Linked DNA regions of Hordeum vulgare: region 2 is linked to region 1. The links are chromatin contacts, called in public HiChIP or PLAC-seq maps. All regions are on one chromosome and are shown on one strand. The core of a region is the stretch at or near the end of the contact, and the rest is flanking DNA. Distances in the headings are between cores, read along the strand shown. Region 1 holds the start of LOC123448661 (phosphatidylinositol 4-phosphate 5-kinase 4-like). Region 2 holds the start of LOC123448665 (probable serine/threonine-protein kinase At1g54610).

Region 1 (5,249 bases), core at 1,947-4,446:
CCATATATCTCCAGCATTATTTATACTATCATGTACACACGTGCAATACACGATCGGACCATTACAAAATGCTTTCCGTAAAAGTAAATAACAGTAGACTGCCTTGTAAAATTATTCAATGCAAAGGAAATGCAGAAATTAAATAATAGAAAAAGTGTAAACCCCATTGACTGTTCTTTGTAAAAAAACAAAGAGCATGGTGCCGGTGAGAATTTTTGGGGAACTATAATCGGTGGGTCACAAACTAATCTAATTGTTTACTTTACCTTCCTTTTTTCCTATACTGTCGTTCCATTTCTAGACTATCTAGCGCTGCAAGCTGGTTTGGGAAGCATGGACATGTTATGACAAGGATGATTTGATGGTTCTAGAACACTACGGAAGCAGCTGCTGGCTACTGTTCATGTGAATCCCACTACTGTCAACCATTGGATTTAAGATACCAACGGTTAGGATTGATGCTCTACATTCATTCAAAACTGATACAATATGTAGTGGTATATATTTATATATGAAGGGAATGGACAGATGATAGGTTGCAACAAAAGATGGCCTCCGTGCGACTTCTAATCCTCATGGGGATTGTGGGTGCATACCAGGCAGACAATTGGGGATTTGTTATAAATTAAAACAACGCTCTACTGAACCAAACGCTATGGCCTACAGATGTTGCCGCATCTTGGATTGTCCTACAACCTGCTATCTGCTTCCTCCTTTTACTACCTTGCTTATCTCATCTTCTTCTCCCAATGCAAAGAGTTAGTTGAACAATAAACTCAGATCAACGTGAACACCATGGAGGCATAAGCCATCTCAATATGATAAGTAGGATAAGATTATATTAGCACGCGCATGCATTACAAGTATCTGAATAAGAGCAACCATAATGGGCTTTAACCAAGTGTCTTATTTCACCTGTTTGCATCAGTATCTCCTCTAGATAGGTGAGGTGACAGGTGGGGTGATGATCCTCTGCTGCTATCACTATCAAAGGAACCTTCAAACAATGAAGTTTGTAAGGTATACGACAACAATGTCAAAAGTTGTTAAAACAATATTTTTCAAACCAACCTTCAGTCATTATAACTCTTTTGTCCCTAAAATGTACGCCCACCAAAAGGCTGTAATCCATAATGTTTTCCTGCTCGAGAAAATCGCAATCCTTGTCGACTTGTCTGCTCCAACAGATTTAACTTCTGGATTAGCTGGGGAGTAAAAATGTAAAATGTGATGACTTCTCATTGGTAGTAGCCTCACTCTCACTCACCTCTGAAACTCTTGGTACCAGTGTTTTTGCAATCGAAATATAAAGTTAAGATCAAGGTCTTTTAAAATAGTGTACTCGTCTATTTCTGTCTGTGGCTTGTCAGTCGTACGTCCAAGGGATGAGCCTTTTAAATCAAATCTCCTATGAATAAAGTGATCAGAACAGAACAGATTTCCCATTATGACAAAACGAACCTGGGTAATAGTAACAGCAAACAGATGATCAGACATACATTACAACCTTATCAAGTAGATGTAGCATGAAACCAAATATTTTTTAAGTCCTGACCTTCTTTTGGTTAGCTCCGGCTAACTTGACACAATGCAGACCAAAAAACTTGGTGACTAGAGTGTTTTCGAATGACCGGACATGATTGTAGTAAGCCCGAAGCATCTTCAGAAATATCTACACAACAAAGAAGTATTCCATACGTTATGTATAAAACTGTTGATTGTCTATGAAGTTCAGAAAACATTTAGACAGAGACAACAACCAAGCACAAACCTTTACTTCAGCTTTCTTCATCGTCTTTATCATGTACTGGTCATTGCTCGTGAGATAAAAGAAGCTTCCACTCTTACCAGGGGATGAGAGCTCCCGGAGAGCCTGGTCGCCACAAAGGGATAACATATAGTCTGCTGCATCAACCTTGAACAACTTGCGCAATGTCCTGCAATTCATTTCATGAAAAATTACATGTGAATTGTAACTGAGCATAGGTAAACGTTAATTAGAAACTGGAGTGACGACCAACCGGAATACTTGCGGGCAGTAATCTTTCCATCTAAAATCGCAAGAACTGTGTGGAGGGGTGTATTTTGAGCCTTCTGGAGGGAACCTGGTCCATACTTTCTCCTTTGGGTCAAAAGCTGATGACTTCAGATCAAGCGTAATAGGTCCTTGCTTTCCTACTGCGTGTCTATTCCATGGACAAGATAAGAAGCACATGAAAAAATATATATGTTAGAAAGACATGTCATTCTGCTATATCGTTAATGAAAATCCACAAAGGGTTGTGCCTCGTTGTGACCCACTATCCTTAGTCAAAAATGAAATGTTGTACTCCCTCCGTAAACTAATGTAAGAGCGTTTAGATCACTAAAGTAGTGATCTAAACACTCTTATATTAGTTTACAGAGGGAGTATAACATAATTTTCCATGCATGGGCTATCCAGGCCGTGATCAAGTAAAGCAAGAGGCTACGAGGCGATTAAAATCTCAATAAATTTTCCCAGCTTTGTTTCCGGTCGGATGCTAGTTGGCTACATGGTGCAACAACTCGTGGCATTTGAATGGAACAGTAGATCATTACGAATCTTCTTTCTAAGCCATCAAATTGCAATTAGCCGCCATTAATTCATGTTTGACGCAATACAAGGATAAGCATTGGCCGCACTTTCGTGCTGGTGGGTGCTCTAGGTGTGGAGCTGTGTTATTGTCTTTTCATTCTTAATAAACGGGCCAAACGCCTGTTTAGTTTTGAAAGAAAAGAGACACGAATATACATTTGTTGGAGGATTGTCTGAAATCTCATGCTTCCTACATATGCAAGCAATTTTGGAAATTGATTGTTCACGGCAGAAGGTGCTTTCTACATATGCAAGCAATATTTGGAAAGTGCTTTCTGCGTATGCAATCAATTTTTGAAAATTGATTGTTCACGGCAGAAGGAGGGAGAAATCAATCTATTTGTCATTCATCTTTCAGATAGCCGTGATTGTTCTCGAAAAAGAAGACTTTCATAAACATTTGATTCTTGGACAAGTGCAGTTTTCTTTGTATCAAGAACCATGAAGATTCAATGTACGAGGGCAGGTAGGGGTACCTGATGCCGAGCTGGAGGTTGAGCATAAGCTCATAGTTTTTGTGGCCCTTGGCGATGGTCTCGCCCTGCCGCCGCGCCGCGCGCGACCTGCCGCCGGCGTGCGGCCCCGTCGCCGGCGACGGCGGCGGCAGGCCCCTGCCCTCGCCGGCGTCCTCCACCCTCACCGTCGTGGCGCGCCTCCTCGTCCTCTTCCTCCCCGTCTCCCGCCGCCGACCTGGCACCGTCGCCTCCGCCGAGTCCCCTCCGCCTCCTCCTCCACAATGCCGCACGTGGTGCCCCCATCCAGAGGAGCCCCCTACCCCCTGCAATCGCGGATCTTTTCAAAGTTTCTCTCTCTCCTCCCACCCGGAAGTTTTGCTCGGCCTGGACGCCGAGCTCGCGCGCCCGTACGTTCGCTGCCCTACGAGCCGAGGTGTGCTCTCCTGGTCTATCTCCGCCACGTGCCGTATCACCAGCTTGCAGCGACTGTGGGCCGTAGAAGGATGTCGGAACTACGTACAGACACATAATGGTCATTTGGGACTGAGATCCCATGCCTTGACAGAGCCGGGTAACGGCGTGCCTTGCGCCACCGCATCCAGCGTCCAAATTAATCCCATAGCTAGCAGCGGTCACAGCCGGTCAATGGTTCCATGGCTACAGCAGCTCACAACCAAATCAATCCCACAAACCCAGCAATGATTCAGAGTCCAAATTGTGAGCAGAACATTAGTTCAATATAAGTATATCTGCAGTATTACAAGGACAGTACAACAATGCAGTTACATTTGGCAAAGAACAACAGTTTCACTCAATTTAGCATACAACAAGCAAGAGGGAAAACCTAACATTCAGGACATTCGGTTAAAGGGTTCAAGAAAACAACAATAACAGAAAGTTGAACGGAGTGTTTTCTAGGCGTGAATAAACTAATTTTCGAAGCATTTAATAAAAAAATTTGTTCTTATATAATCATTCAAGTACACAGAATTGACCCTTTTACATGTACACTCCACAAAAGACTATAGTTAACCCCAAGTCCAAAATACTATAGTTAACGCGCTGTCCAAAATTGAGAAAAAGGAAAACTTTGCTTGATAAGTTATTCAAAAGGAGACGCAATCCAACTAAAGTTGCTGCATCCAAAAACCAAAGAGCAGAGGTTTGTTTACAGTTAACTGAATTTTGTATCCTGCAGCTGTCTCTACTTAACTGAATTTTATATCCTGCAAGCGAAGGCAGCACTGGGATGGGAGACGGACGGAGCAGCCGGAGGTGGGCGGATGGGAGGCGGACGGCACCATTGTTTCCTCATGTGGACGCCGCTGGAGTTCACCCTGGAGGAGCAGCCGGAGCAGCTCCTCTCGTTTTCCTGCAGCTCAGCGACGAGAGCAGCAGCGAGCGCTCGCATGTGAGGAAGGACCGAAGGAGCTGGTTATTTGGGGTTGATTGGCTCGTTCTGTCGTTGGATGAGGATGAACGGTGGATGCTGGGGCTCAGTCTGGCCATTTGCTTCACTTCTCCCACCTGAATATAATAGTCAAAGGCTCACAAAGGAGAATGACGTTTTGGCTCTTGGCTTTCATGAAGACCGAATTTTTAAAAATGCAAAATTTAAAAAAATTGTTTTAGAAGAATGTGAAAAGTTTATACAGCTAGATAAGGATGTGAGTCGTATGTGTGTAAAATTTTAGGTTGAAATAGTTTGAAAAGTGGACTGCTACGCGTCCATCGGTGGACCCGTGCAATACATCCGCTAACTCGATGGTCGTTGAATCTACGCGCGCCCGTCCGATCAGTCTCCTACCATGCCCCGCTTGTCCCCTCCTCCATTTATTAATTCCTGCAACAACGGCTTTGTTGCGGAAACATTTATAACAGAGATTGTATTGCAAAAAAATCTAACACACGTTGTGTTACAAAAAAATTTTTGCAACACAAGTTATGTTGCGAATTGTTTTTTACAACAAAGGTATTGTTATAGAATTTTTTTTAAACAAAGGTATCGACGGATGAAAATTTTGCAACATCAGTGATGTTGTAGAATCGATCTTGCAACAGGGAGGATGTTGCAAGAAATTGCAAGAAAAAAAAAACACTCTCAGTGAGGGAATAGTAGGGTCGTCCATCCCTCAACATGTATCGACTGATCCCCTCCACGAGGAGCCCACCAGAGT
Region 2 (5,249 bases), core at 1,393-3,892, 330 kb after region 1:
TTTCCAATATTCTTCTGTGGGGGAGCCACACAGCTTAAAAATTTTGTGCAGCTGTTCCACCTGAAAGGAGCAGACATGGTCAAGAAAATGATACATGGGAAGATAAAGCAGTACCTGTTGACTGGATTGGTTGGCCTGAAGACGGAACAGCGCAAGTGCATAAATTGTTAGAATAAATGGGCTTGGCCCATTTACAAATTCTGAAATCTCAAAAGAGACCATGAATAAAATGGCAAGTGGTGGTGTGGTGGTGCTAAAGTTTAGTATTATACCGCTAGTTGAGGAAGAGTTGGACCTCTTTATATAGTGAGTTCTCCCCACCACTCTTAAGTGTGTGTTGAGAAGAGAAAGGGGAAGGCCACACTCGCGCTCGCTCGCCTTGCCTCGCCTGGGCAGGGCGGGGCGTACGTGTGACATACGCGTGAATGGTTCGCCGAAATCCAGCCTGTTGCCTTGCGGGGGCACGGCTTCCTTCTGCCGTTTTATTTTTTATGTCTTGGCAGACAACTTAATTATTTCTTGTCCGGTAAGTATGCGACTTAGAAACCAACTCGGTTTGAGATCGTGATCGCGACACGGTACCGCCTCTGGTCCTCCTATATATACTGCTTACCGGCCTCAGCCAAAAATAGACCCAAAAACCTAGGGGTTTGCCTCATCTCGCAACTTGCGACGCCACCGTAGTCTACCTCATCTCGAACGCCAGCGTGCACCGGCGTGCGGGAGAGCAGGTCTCTAGAACCGTTCGTCTTTGCGATCCTGCACCGGGAGAGGACAAATCAGGCTTTTGGGAAGCGCCCTGCGCGACTGCTCAAATTCGTCATCACGGGTCGTCTACCGTACAAGTCGGGCGGTGCTACTCATCGCCGTCAACAACAGATCGTGCCAACATCGTCATCAACACTGTCGCTCCTACAGCAGCTAACGAACAATACGTTATTCGTGATCTGTTAAGTCTCTCTCAGCAGTTGCTACTTTGTGTGAGATGGTGATGTGCATATTCTGCTGTTCATCTAGTTTACTAGATTGTTGTATGCTAGTTTTGGTTCTAGTCATGAATTGTTTACTGGAATTAATCATGATCTTGCCTAATTTTTCCAACGTAAATAGCGTGAGGTCATGCTAAACTAAGCTGACGCATGAATAAACACACAAAACATGTAGCAAGAAAGAAGATCCCAAGGCAGGTCAATGTGTCTCTGGCCACATCAGGCGTTCACTGATTTCACCAACATTTACGCTGATGTAGTGACATGACTTGGTTACAAAGGAACTTTATGCCACAAAGAAGATATAGAAGCATTCCAAACAGTTAGATATATTATTGCTAACCTCGGTTCGGCCTGGCATAATAGGCCTCCCAGCCAACAACTCGGCGAGTATACATCCCGCGCTCCATAGGTCCACGCCCACCCCATAATCGGTTGCGCCCAAAAGCAGCTCTGGTGGTCGGTACCATAGTGTCACAACCCTGCTTGTCATCGGTTGCTTACGGCTCGGATCAAAGAATGACGCCAGACCGAAATCTGCAATCTTCAACATGCCATTGTTATCCAAAAGCAGATTCGACCCCTTGATATCACGGTGCAGCACCCCACGGTCATGGCAGTGCTCCAGCCCCGACAACAGCTGGTTCATATAGCACTTAACCTGCAGGTGAGCAAAGCCAGACACCTCGATTAGGCTCTCATTTCATCGCACGGTGTCATAGGGGCACCAAAGGCAGCAGCATTGGGATCTTGGAGACCTGTGGCTCGGTGAACTTAATATCTGGGCTGGCGACCAGCCCGGCGAGGTCGTGCTCCATGTACTCGAAGACGAGGTAGAGGCTGCAGGACATGCGAGAGGTGACGAGGCCATCGATCTTGATGACGCTGGGGTGGTCGAGGCGGCGGAGGATGAGGATCTCGCGGGCCATGAAGCGAACGCTCTCTGGCTCGAGGTTGTCGAAGCGCACCTTCTTGAGCGCCACGATCTTGCCGCTCACGGTATCCCGCGCCTTGTACACATTGCTGTACGTGCCCTGCCCGATCTGCCCCCAAAAGGCGCAAACTTTCTTCAGACCCAATGGCGGCTGGTAAATGCAAAAGGAACCGGGCCTGGGGAAGGGGCGCGCGTACCTTGTCGATCTTCTCGAAAGAGTCGGCGCGACGCGGGGTCCAGCCGTCGATGGCCTCGCCCGCGACGGCGGAGAGCCAAGCGGGCCAGCCGGCGGCGACCTGCTCCCCGCGTGCCCTGTTGGCAAAGCTGCCGCCGAGGCGGGCCTCGGCCACCGAGCGCGACGACCGGAACCGCCTCTCCTTCCTGGCGTGCTTCTCGGACGGGGCTGGGGCAGGCTGGTCACCCTTGTCGCCCTCTTGAGGCGGCGCCTGCTCGGGCTTCGGCTCGGGAGGCGGGCGGTCCGGAGTAGGAACGGCGGAGGGGCGGCCGTGGACGCAGCCCATGGGGGTCGGTCACCGGCGGCGGCGGCAGCGCATGGGCCGAGTGAAGTAAAGTGGGCGCCGCGAGTGAGGGAGGTGAGGATGGGGGGCGGGGGCGGGGGCGAGCGAGGCTGGAGGTGGACTGAGGTGTTTGACCCCCTCCGAATCTGATGCTGATGGCTGCCTTCCCAGTTCCCACACACACCCGCACCCCCTGCACTGGGCCTGGCCTGTACCTGTGATCCATGTGAGGGTGATAAAGAAGGGACTTTCATGAAGGGAAAGGAGAGAGGATTTATAGTAGAGGAGTATAAAACATGGACAGTCTTTTGGCTTTTTTGTTTGTTTTGCTTGGTTTTCCTTTACCCTTCTTTGCTTCTTTTTGTTTCGTTCATGGTTGATCCCCGGTATAGGCAAAGGCGATTTCTCTTTTGATTTCTAGAGTCTTCTCCTAACTGATGAAGCCAAAAAAATATGTATAAGGGGCCAAATGCTGATAAATCGGGTTGTATAAGGCCAAATTGCTGATAAATACTTCCTCCGTTCCAAAATTCTTGTTTTAAATTTGGCTAGATATGAATGTATTGTTGGGCAACGTTGCATGGAATACAAAAAAATTCCTACGCACACGAAGACCTATCATGGTGATGATCATCTACGAGAGGGAAATCGGATCCACATACCCTTTTAGATCGCTAAGCGGAAGCGTTAATAAACGCGGTTGATGTAGTGGTACGTCTTCACGATCCGTCCCACTATCCGTCACACGAACCGTCCCACGATCCGTCCCACGATCTGTCCCGATCAAGTGCCGAACGGACGGCACCTCCGCGTTCCACGCACGTACAGCTCGATGACGATCTCCACCTTCTTGATCCAACAAGAAGGGCGGGGAAGTAGATGAGTTCTCGGGCAGCGTGACGGCGCGTCGGTGATGGTGATGATCTATTCCTGCAGGGCCCCGCCCGAGCTCCGCAGAAAACCGATCTAGAGGAAGAACTATGATCTAGAGGAGAGGGCAGCATGTGGCAAAGTTGTGTCTCAAAAGCCCTAAATCTCTAGTATATATAGGAGGAGGGGAGGGGCAGCCTTGGCGCGCCAAGGAAGGCCTCCTTGGGTCGGCCGAAGTGCGGAAGGGAGGAGTCCTCCTTCAATCCCACTTGGATTAGGACTCCTTCCTTATTTTCTCATCTCTTTTTGATTTTCCACTTTTTCCTCATGGGCTTTCCTTGGATGACTTTATCAACCCATTATACCTTATTGCGCATCCAATAAACCCATGCGGACCCCTTGGGGCGTGGTGGACCCACCCAGTGGGCCCCCGGAACCCATTCGTCACTCCCAGTACACTCTCGGCAATGTCCGAAAATCTTCCGGAATCCAAACACCAACTTCCTATATATCAATCTTCGTTTTCGGACCATTTCAGAACTCCTCGTGATGTCCGGGATCTTATCCGGGACTCCGAACAAAACTTCGGTCACCAACACATATAACTCAACTATACCGAAACGTCACCGAACCTTAAGTGTGCAGACCTTGCGGGTTCGAGAACTATGCAGACATGACCTGAGACACTCCCCGGTCAATAACCAACAGTGGGACCTGGATGTCCATATTGGCTCCTACATATTCTACGAAGACCTCTATCGGCTGAACCTCTATGTCAAGGATTCATATAATCTCGTATGTTATTCCCTTTGTCCTTCGGTATGTTACTTGCCCGAGATTCGATCGTCGGTATCTCTATACCTAGTTCAATCTCGTTACCGGCAAGTCTCTTTACTCATTTCGTAATACAAGATCACGTAACTAACTCCTTAGTCACATTGTTTGCAAGGCTTGTTGTGATGGTATTAACGAGTGGGCCTCAAGATACCTCTACGTCACACGGAGTGACAAATCCCAGTCTTGATCCATGCCAACCCAATAGACACCTTTGGATATACCTGTAGAGCACCTTTATAGTCACCCAGTTACGTTGCGACGTTTGATAACCCACAAGGTATTCCTCCGGTGTCCGGGAGTTGCATGATCTCATGGTCATAGGAATAGATACATTGACATGCAGACAACAGTAGCAATAAACTAACACGATCATATACTACGTTTATAGTTTGGGTCTTGTCCATCACATCATTCTCCCAATGATGTGATCCCGTTATCAAGTGACAACACTTGTCTATGGTCAGGAAACCTTGACCATCTTTGATCAACGAGCTAGTCAACTAGAGGCTTACTAGGGACGGTGTTTTGTCTATGTATCCACACATGTATTTGAGTTTCCAATCAATACAATTACAACATGGATAATAGACGATTATCATGAACAAATAAAATAATGATAACTAATTTATTATTGCCTCTAGGCCATATTTCCAACAGTCTCCCACTTGTACTAGAGTCAATAATCTAGTTCACATCACTATGTGATTTCAACGAATCCAATACACATACAGTTATGGGGTTTGATCACGTCTTGCTTGTGAGAGAGGTTTTAGTCAACGGTTCTGAACCTTTCAGATCCGCGTGTGCTTTACAAATCTTTATGTCATCCTATAGATGCTGCTACTACGTGCTATTTGGAAATATTCCAAATGACTGCTCTACTATACGAATCCGGTTTACTACTCAGAGTTATTCGGATTAGTGTCAAAGCTTGCATCGACGCAACCCTTTACGACGAACTCTTTAATCACCTCCATAATCGAGACAAATTCCTTAGTCCAATAGTTACCAAGGATAACTTTGACCGCTATTCAGTGATTCAATCCTGGATCACTCTTTGTACCCCTTGACATACTCATGGCAAGGCACACATCAGGTGCG

Evidence for each region. HiChIP or PLAC-seq counts read pairs in DNA pulled down with a chosen protein or histone mark.
Region 2: a contact with region 1 is called in an H3K4me3 HiChIP or PLAC-seq map of embryo, with 5 times the contacts expected there. The contact joins the promoter of LOC123448665 here to the promoter of LOC123448661 in region 1. A contact is called at or near these places in 1 of 6 Hi-C or Micro-C datasets (seedling) and 1 of 1 datasets of contacts at active chromatin or transcription factors (embryo).

The regions. Positions count from the first base shown.
Region 1 is chr4H:377,369,207-377,374,455 of MorexV3_pseudomolecules_assembly, forward strand. LOC123448661 (phosphatidylinositol 4-phosphate 5-kinase 4-like) reads right to left here and starts at 3,197. Exons shown (of 8, transcript XM_045125623.1): 1 at 3,094-3,197; 2 at 2,022-2,186; 3 at 1,772-1,937; 4 at 1,556-1,672; 5 at 1,268-1,461; 6 at 1,072-1,175; 7 at 916-997. The coding sequence starts at 3,119.
Region 2 is chr4H:377,703,829-377,709,077 of MorexV3_pseudomolecules_assembly, forward strand. It overlaps LOC123448665 (probable serine/threonine-protein kinase At1g54610), which reads right to left and starts at 2,643. Exons shown (of 7, transcript XM_045125628.1): 1 at 2,121-2,643; 2 at 1,748-2,032; 3 at 1,333-1,650; 4 at 1-60. The coding sequence starts at 2,444.